Regions from separate parts of the Mus musculus genome. Here region 2 is linked to region 1. A link is a contact called in public promoter capture Hi-C data. All regions are on one chromosome and are shown on one strand. The core of a region is the stretch at or near the end of the contact, and the rest is flanking DNA. Distances in the headings are between cores, read along the strand shown. Region 1 holds the start of Pth2 (parathyroid hormone 2). Region 2 holds the start of Kcna7 (potassium voltage-gated channel, shaker-related subfamily, member 7).

Region 1 (2,996 bases), core at 224-2,723:
AGACCGAGCAGGAGCTGCAAGAGGCAACTCCGCCCTCACAGCATAAAAGCCAATGAGGGCTCGGTCCGCCTCCAGAAAATGCAAATTTTGGAGGGCGGTCTCCTGGACCCCACCCTCCTCTTCAGACCAATCAGGGCGCGGTCCGCTCGCTCCGCGGGCTCTCCGAATAAACAGGTGGGGACTGCGCCTCCCCGAGCCGCGGGCTCTGCTTAGTTTCCTTATCCGGCACCTGCCGCGGTCCAGCTCGGAACTGCTGGAGCCCTCCCCGGCCGATAAACACGAGGCCCAAAAAGGTTATGAAATCCCGACCCAGCAGGATATGGTGACGCTTGCCTTTAATCCTAGCACTTGGGAGGCAGAGGCAGGCGAAGCTCTCGAGCTCAAGGCCAGCCTGGTCTACAGAGTGAGTTCCAGGACAGCCAGGGCTACACAGAGAAACCCTGTCTCGGAAGAATAATCCCTCCCCCCCCCCCAAAAAAAACCGGACCAAAACAGAGCTGGATCAGGGACCCACGGGCGAGGGAATCCAGAGAGAACAAGAGTCTCGAGGCAGATGACCCAAGAGGGAACCCGGAGAAGCGAGGATGCGGAGGGTCCCGGTTGCAGTGAGGCTGTGGGGCCCCCTCCCCACACACCCACAAGAGAGTGGCGCAGCAAAGAGGCGCAGTCGCAGTGCGACAGGCTCTTTATTAGGCTCAGGGCGCGTCCAGTAGCAACAGCTTCTGCATGTAAGAGTCCAGCCAGCGGCGGCGCTCCAGGGCGGCCAGCAGGCGCGCGCGCTCCCGAAAGGCCGCGTCGTCAGCTAGCGCCAGGCTGCGCCGAGACAGGGGGCTACCCAAGCCCGCCCAGGCACGACCCGGGGCGCGGAGGCTGGGGGAAGAGAGATGTGATTGCGCGCTAGGCCCCACAGGCCACCGCGGGTCCCCACTGCAGTCCGACGCTAAGCACCCCTGCCCTCCCCAACTCCCCGCATGCGGTATCTTGCCTTCCTTTGGGGCGGGGGGTCCTCTCCTCCCTTCTTTGGGTGTCCGGGACCTCACACCTACCTGAACACACCAGCGAGGGGCAGGGCAACACCTGAGGCAGGGCCAGTGCCCCAGGGCACAAGCAGTAGCAGCAGCAAAAGCAGCAACAGCCGCTCTCGGGGGCTCCTGGACATCTGGCAGGTCTCCATCACCTGTGGATACAGGGGCCAGAATCTCAATGTCATCATCCCGCCCAGAAGCCTAGGGCCCACAATCCAACCCTGCCACCAGCCTCCTACAGGACCCCCTACCGTGCAGTGGGCTCAGGCAGCTATGCTCACGCCCCTTTTATATACCCTCACAGCCCCCGCGGCGGCAGTGACGCAGGCCGGGCTGGGGGCGCGGGGTCACTCCACCCCACGCTCATTAGGAGCCGCCAGCGGTAATGAGAAGCCTGGTGGGGCCCTGCGCTGCCGTGGCCAACACCAACTAATTGGGACCCAGAGCTAGTACTGAAGAAGGGGGGGTGGTGGTACAGACAGAGAGGTGGACACAAGGGGTGTGTCAGAGGGATAAAAATAGAGACTGGAGAGGGGGACCATCAGAGCACAAGTCGAGAACACAAGAGAGAGGCAGGAAAGAGAGCAGAGGGACACAAGGGAGAAAGACAGAAAAGAAATAACCTCCAGACAGAAGGGCAAAGACAAGATGCCTAGGAAGGGAAAAGCAAGAAGGAAGAGAGGAAGGCTGAGAAGAGAGGGTGTGGAAAGGAGCTGGTCAGGAGAGAGCCAGGGACAAGAGAGAGACAGAGAGAAAGAGAGACAGAGAGAGACAGAGACAGAGAGAGAGGCAGGCGGTGGTAGTGTGCAAACAGGTGAAGTCACCACCGTGAAATGGGACACAGGAGGCCCTGGGCTTCCACTGGGAAAAGTCTTTCCCTCCCTACAAGGGACATGGGGGTATGGTGAAGATTAGGGCCAACCATTCATACCTGGCATGTTTCAAGGGGGCTCCCAAGGCCACCCTATGGTGCCGTACACTCAGGAGGCAGAAACAACCACTGCAGATTTGAGGCCTGTGTATGCTACATATTAAGACTGTCTTAAAGAGGGGTGGGGTGGGGGTAAAGAGCAACACCCTCTTCCCGTATCATGGGCAAGGGAACAGGCCCTGGATTCCTACCTCCACAGAGATGAGGAGCCAAACTTGGAATCCCAAACAGAAAGGTGGTCCAGACAGGGCCCCCCACTTCTATGTTCCGAAAGCCTGGATTCCTGGATTCTTCAGTCTGAAGAGAGCAGTATGGCCTGGTGAGGTTAGACTAAAAAGGTACCAGGGACTCAGATCCTTAGATTTGAGTGGGGAGTGGGAGAGGACATAGAACTCATTTTTACTTACTTTGTATTTTGGGACAAGGTTTCTCTGTGTAGCCCTGGCTGCCCTGGAACTTGCTCTGTAGGCCAGGCTGGCCTAGAACCCAGATCCACTGGCCTCTGTCTCCCAAGTGCTAGGATTAAAGGTGTGCTCCACCACCACCCAGCTGGATTTTGTGTCTGTTGGGTTGATAGTTTTGTTCTGTGTGTGTATATTTGACTGGTTGGGTTTTATTTTTGTTTTAGAGTTTCTGTAGCTCAGGCTGTCCTGGGTCTCACTAAGTCACCCAAGCTTGCTTTGAACTCATAATCCTCTTGCCTGTGCCTTCTGCGAGCAGGGATCCCAGGCCTGTATCATCACACCATGCCAAACCCTCACTGCAAAGAGATCACAGCTTGGTCCAATTCTAACTTCCTTTTCTACCTTATCGATGAGATCCTATGTCTCTGTCCCTTTAAGAATCCCAGCCTGTTGCTATGCTCTCAGGATTCCCCAGGGAGGGGGTCAGGTGCGTCACCTGTCACCTGTGTGCCTCTGGGACCCTACTGCCTGTTCCTTCCAGCGCCATTCGGCTGCACTCCCTGCCTATCTCTTTGTTCAGCGCTGATCACCTGCTGTTGTCTTTGATACCACCGAGCAGGTAAGAGCCCCCTTGAC
Region 2 (2,996 bases), core at 348-2,847, 220 kb before region 1:
TCGGATTCCCTGGAACTGGAGTTAGATACAGATGGTTGGGAGCCGTCATGTGGGTGCCGGGAATTGAACCTAGGTCCTCTGGGAGAGCAGTCTCTTTATCGCTTAGCCATCTCTCCAGGTCCCTCAATGTAGGGTGGTAGGGGAGTTCTACCACTGCGCCACATAACCCCCAAGTCACTTTGTGCAGTGCAATGCAGATGGTCTACCACTGAGCCCGGCACCAGTCCCTCACCAGGAAACTCTGGGCAGGTTGTCTACCTCTGAGGGAGATCCTCACTCACTGTCTGTTTCCAGGCAGACTCTCTCATACAGTAACCCACACTGGCTTTCAACCCGTGGCAATCGTTCTGTCTCCTTGCTAGGATTCTCGTATGAAGAACCATACCCAGCTTACATCTTTGTTTTTTTTTTTTTTTTGTTTTGTTTTTGTTTTTGTTTTTGTTTTTAAAGGGCTTCCATCCTCCTGCCCCTTGCCACACCTTCTGACTGGCCAGGTCTTCCCAGGCCCCGCCCTGGACCTCCCCAAATCCCCGCCCCTCACCGGGCCAGTAGCAGCGGCTACGGGCGCGAGCCCCGGGTCATCGCGGTCGTCGCGGAAGTCTGGCAGTGTCTCGAGGCAAAAGACCACGATGGAGACCAGGATGACGAGTACGGAGACCACGGCGAGCACGCGCGCAGCCTGCGAGCTCTCAGGAAATTCGAAGAGCAGCCAGAGCTGACGCGCAAAGGCGCGGCGGGGCAGCGGCCGCTCGGGCGGCACCGCGCAGCCCTCGTCCTCCCGCAGCCGCGCCAGCGCCGCCGCGCCCAGCCCGTAGAAGGACACCTCCTCCAGGAAGACGTCGAGGGGCACGTGCGCCGGCCGTCTCAGCCGGCCGCCCGACTGGTAGTAGTAGAGCACCGCATCGAAGCTGGGCCGGTGTCGGTCGAAGAAATACTCGCGGCGCGCGCCGTCGTAGAAGCGGCTGCGGCGCACCGGGTCCCCCAGCAGCGTGTCCGGGAAGCGGCCGAGCGTGCGCGCGCGGGTCTCGAAGCGCAACCCGGCCACGTTGAGCACCAGCCGCTCGCAGCAGCCGCAGGGCGGCGGGCACCGTGGCTCCATGGCGCGCACAGCCCGGGCGACCGGTGAACGGACGTGTGGCCCCGACGCCGCAGCCACCCCAGTCGGGTGTCCGGTGTCGGCGGGTAAAAATAGCATGGAAAGTCCGGCCAGGGCGCGGGGGAGGGGGCGGTGTTACCCCCGCGGGGCTAGGGGCGCCCTCTGCCGTTCCCACACCTGTGGAAACACTGCCACCCGGCGCTTTTCCGTGGATCTCTTGAGCTTTCCCTTGTAGTCATCTATTTTATTTGTTTGGCTTTTGGATTCATGACCCGAGGTCTTATGTAGCTGAACTGACCTTGAATTTATGATCCTCCTGCCTCCACCTCCCAAATGCTGGGATTGCAGGCGTATGGCATCATGGCTATTTATTTGTTTGTTTGTTATTTAGACAGTCTCCTCAGCCTGTCATTTAAGCTGACCGCGAACTTGTGGCAATCCTCTGCCTCATCCTTCGGATTGCCCGGGTGACAGTCATGAGCCACCCGAGACTATCTGCAGCATCAGTTTCCCTTTTCCATTTCCAGTCTTTCTGTCTCTTGTCCATCCTCCTGGAGGGTGGGGGGTGTATCCCCTTAACCAGTTGTCCACATCTTGCTCTCTGCTGGGAGCCTCTGTATCTCTCTGCCTTTTATTATTTTTTTCCAGACACTGGGTTTGGGTATGTATGTCAGACTGGCTCAGTATTGCAGTACTCTTGCTTCTGCCTCCCGATTGCTGGGATGACAGATGTGTACCACCACATCTGGATTTGTTGCTGGCTTTCTTTCTCTCCTAGTACCTTTCAATGAATGAACATCGTTTTGTGTGTCTGGCCTCACGTGTTTATTCCTTTGTGTCTCTAATTACCATGCCTAAGGAGCTCCGCAGCGGCCCTGGTGCTTGAGGAGTTCTTGGAGCCTCTTTTGCAACTGTAAACTGTTGCCCATGTGCGCCGGATCCTTGGCCACTGAGAGTCCCGGAGTTTGAATTTAGACTTTATGTAGGTGTTTTGAGATTAATAAAACCTGGGCTGAAGCCAAGAATGGCGCCAAAGGAGGCGGGACTTGCCTGGAAGGGTCTAGAGTCGGCCTGGAAGATGCGTAGGGTCACTGTCGGGAGCCGAAGGACAGACAGAAGATGGCCTTCCAGCCACCGGTGTCTAATGACACTAAGTAAAAAATAGTCCCTTCTTATGGGGTAGGGTGTTATAGTCACTTTCGGGGAAAGGGATCTCGCGCGCCCTCTGCCGGCCGGATGGAGACCTGCACCAAGAGGTCTCCCAGCTAAACCTGGCCTTTCCCTTCCCAGCTTTCTTTTGGGGACTTCTGAGATCCTCCTGCCTCTGCCCTCCCCCCGCCCCCCATCGCCCTAAGTAAGTTGTGAGAACATGGGTAGTGTCACACGCCTTTAATCCCAATACTCTGGAAGCAGAGGCAAGCCAACCTGTGGATTTGAGGCCAGCCTGGTCTGCCCATAAATTTCCAGGCCAGTCAGGGCTACATGGTGGGATCTTGTCGTTTTGTTGTTTTTTATTTTTTCGACAAAGAGTTTCTCTGTGTAGGCCAGTCTGGTGAGATCGTGTCTTTAAAAAGTCTGGTCATGGGCTGGTGAGATGGCTCAGTGGGTAAGAGCACCCGACTGCTCTTCCGAAGGTCCGGAGTTCAAATCCCAGCAACCACATGGTGGCTCACAACCATCCGTAACAAGATCTGACTCCCTCTTCTGGAGTGTACTTACATATAATACATAAATAAATCTTTTAAAAAAAAAAAGTCTGGTCATGGAGACCCAGACAGGATGATCCCTGGATTTAATGGCCAGCCAGTCTTCAAATAATAACGTGGAAGGTGATAGAAAGACGTTCAGTGACTACCTGACTAGAGGAGTGCCCTATTGTCCAGATACTTCTCCAGACCAT

Evidence for each region. Capture Hi-C pulls out chosen DNA fragments and counts their contacts.
Region 2: a contact with region 1 is called in a promoter capture Hi-C map of pancreatic islet. The contact joins the promoter of Kcna7 here to the promoter of Pth2 in region 1. A contact is called at or near these places in 4 of 39 promoter capture datasets (the C10 cell line, cranial neural crest, embryonic stem cells and 1 more), 1 of 15 datasets of contacts at CTCF or cohesin (large pre-B cells), 7 of 484 Hi-C or Micro-C datasets (the G1E-ER4 cell line, bone marrow-derived macrophages, embryonic stem cells and 2 more), 4 of 115 datasets of contacts at active chromatin or transcription factors (bone marrow-derived macrophages, embryonic stem cells, large pre-B cells and 1 more) and 5 of 9 other capture datasets (adipose tissue, embryonic stem cells, liver and 2 more).

Annotation. Positions count from the first base shown.
Region 1 is chr7:45,179,472-45,182,467 of GRCm38.p6, reverse strand. Pth2 (parathyroid hormone 2) reads right to left here and starts at 1,473. Exons shown (of 3, transcript NM_053256.2): 1 at 1,277-1,473; 2 at 1,047-1,177; 3 at 630-870. The coding sequence starts at 1,174. The coding sequence ends at 696. Gfy (golgi-associated olfactory signaling regulator) reads left to right here and starts at 2,871. Exons shown (of 5, transcript NM_001195255.1): 1 at 2,871-2,979.
Region 2 is chr7:45,404,561-45,407,556 of GRCm38.p6, reverse strand. Kcna7 (potassium voltage-gated channel, shaker-related subfamily, member 7) reads right to left here and starts at 1,597. Exons shown (of 2, transcript NM_010596.2): 1 at 542-1,597. The coding sequence starts at 1,195.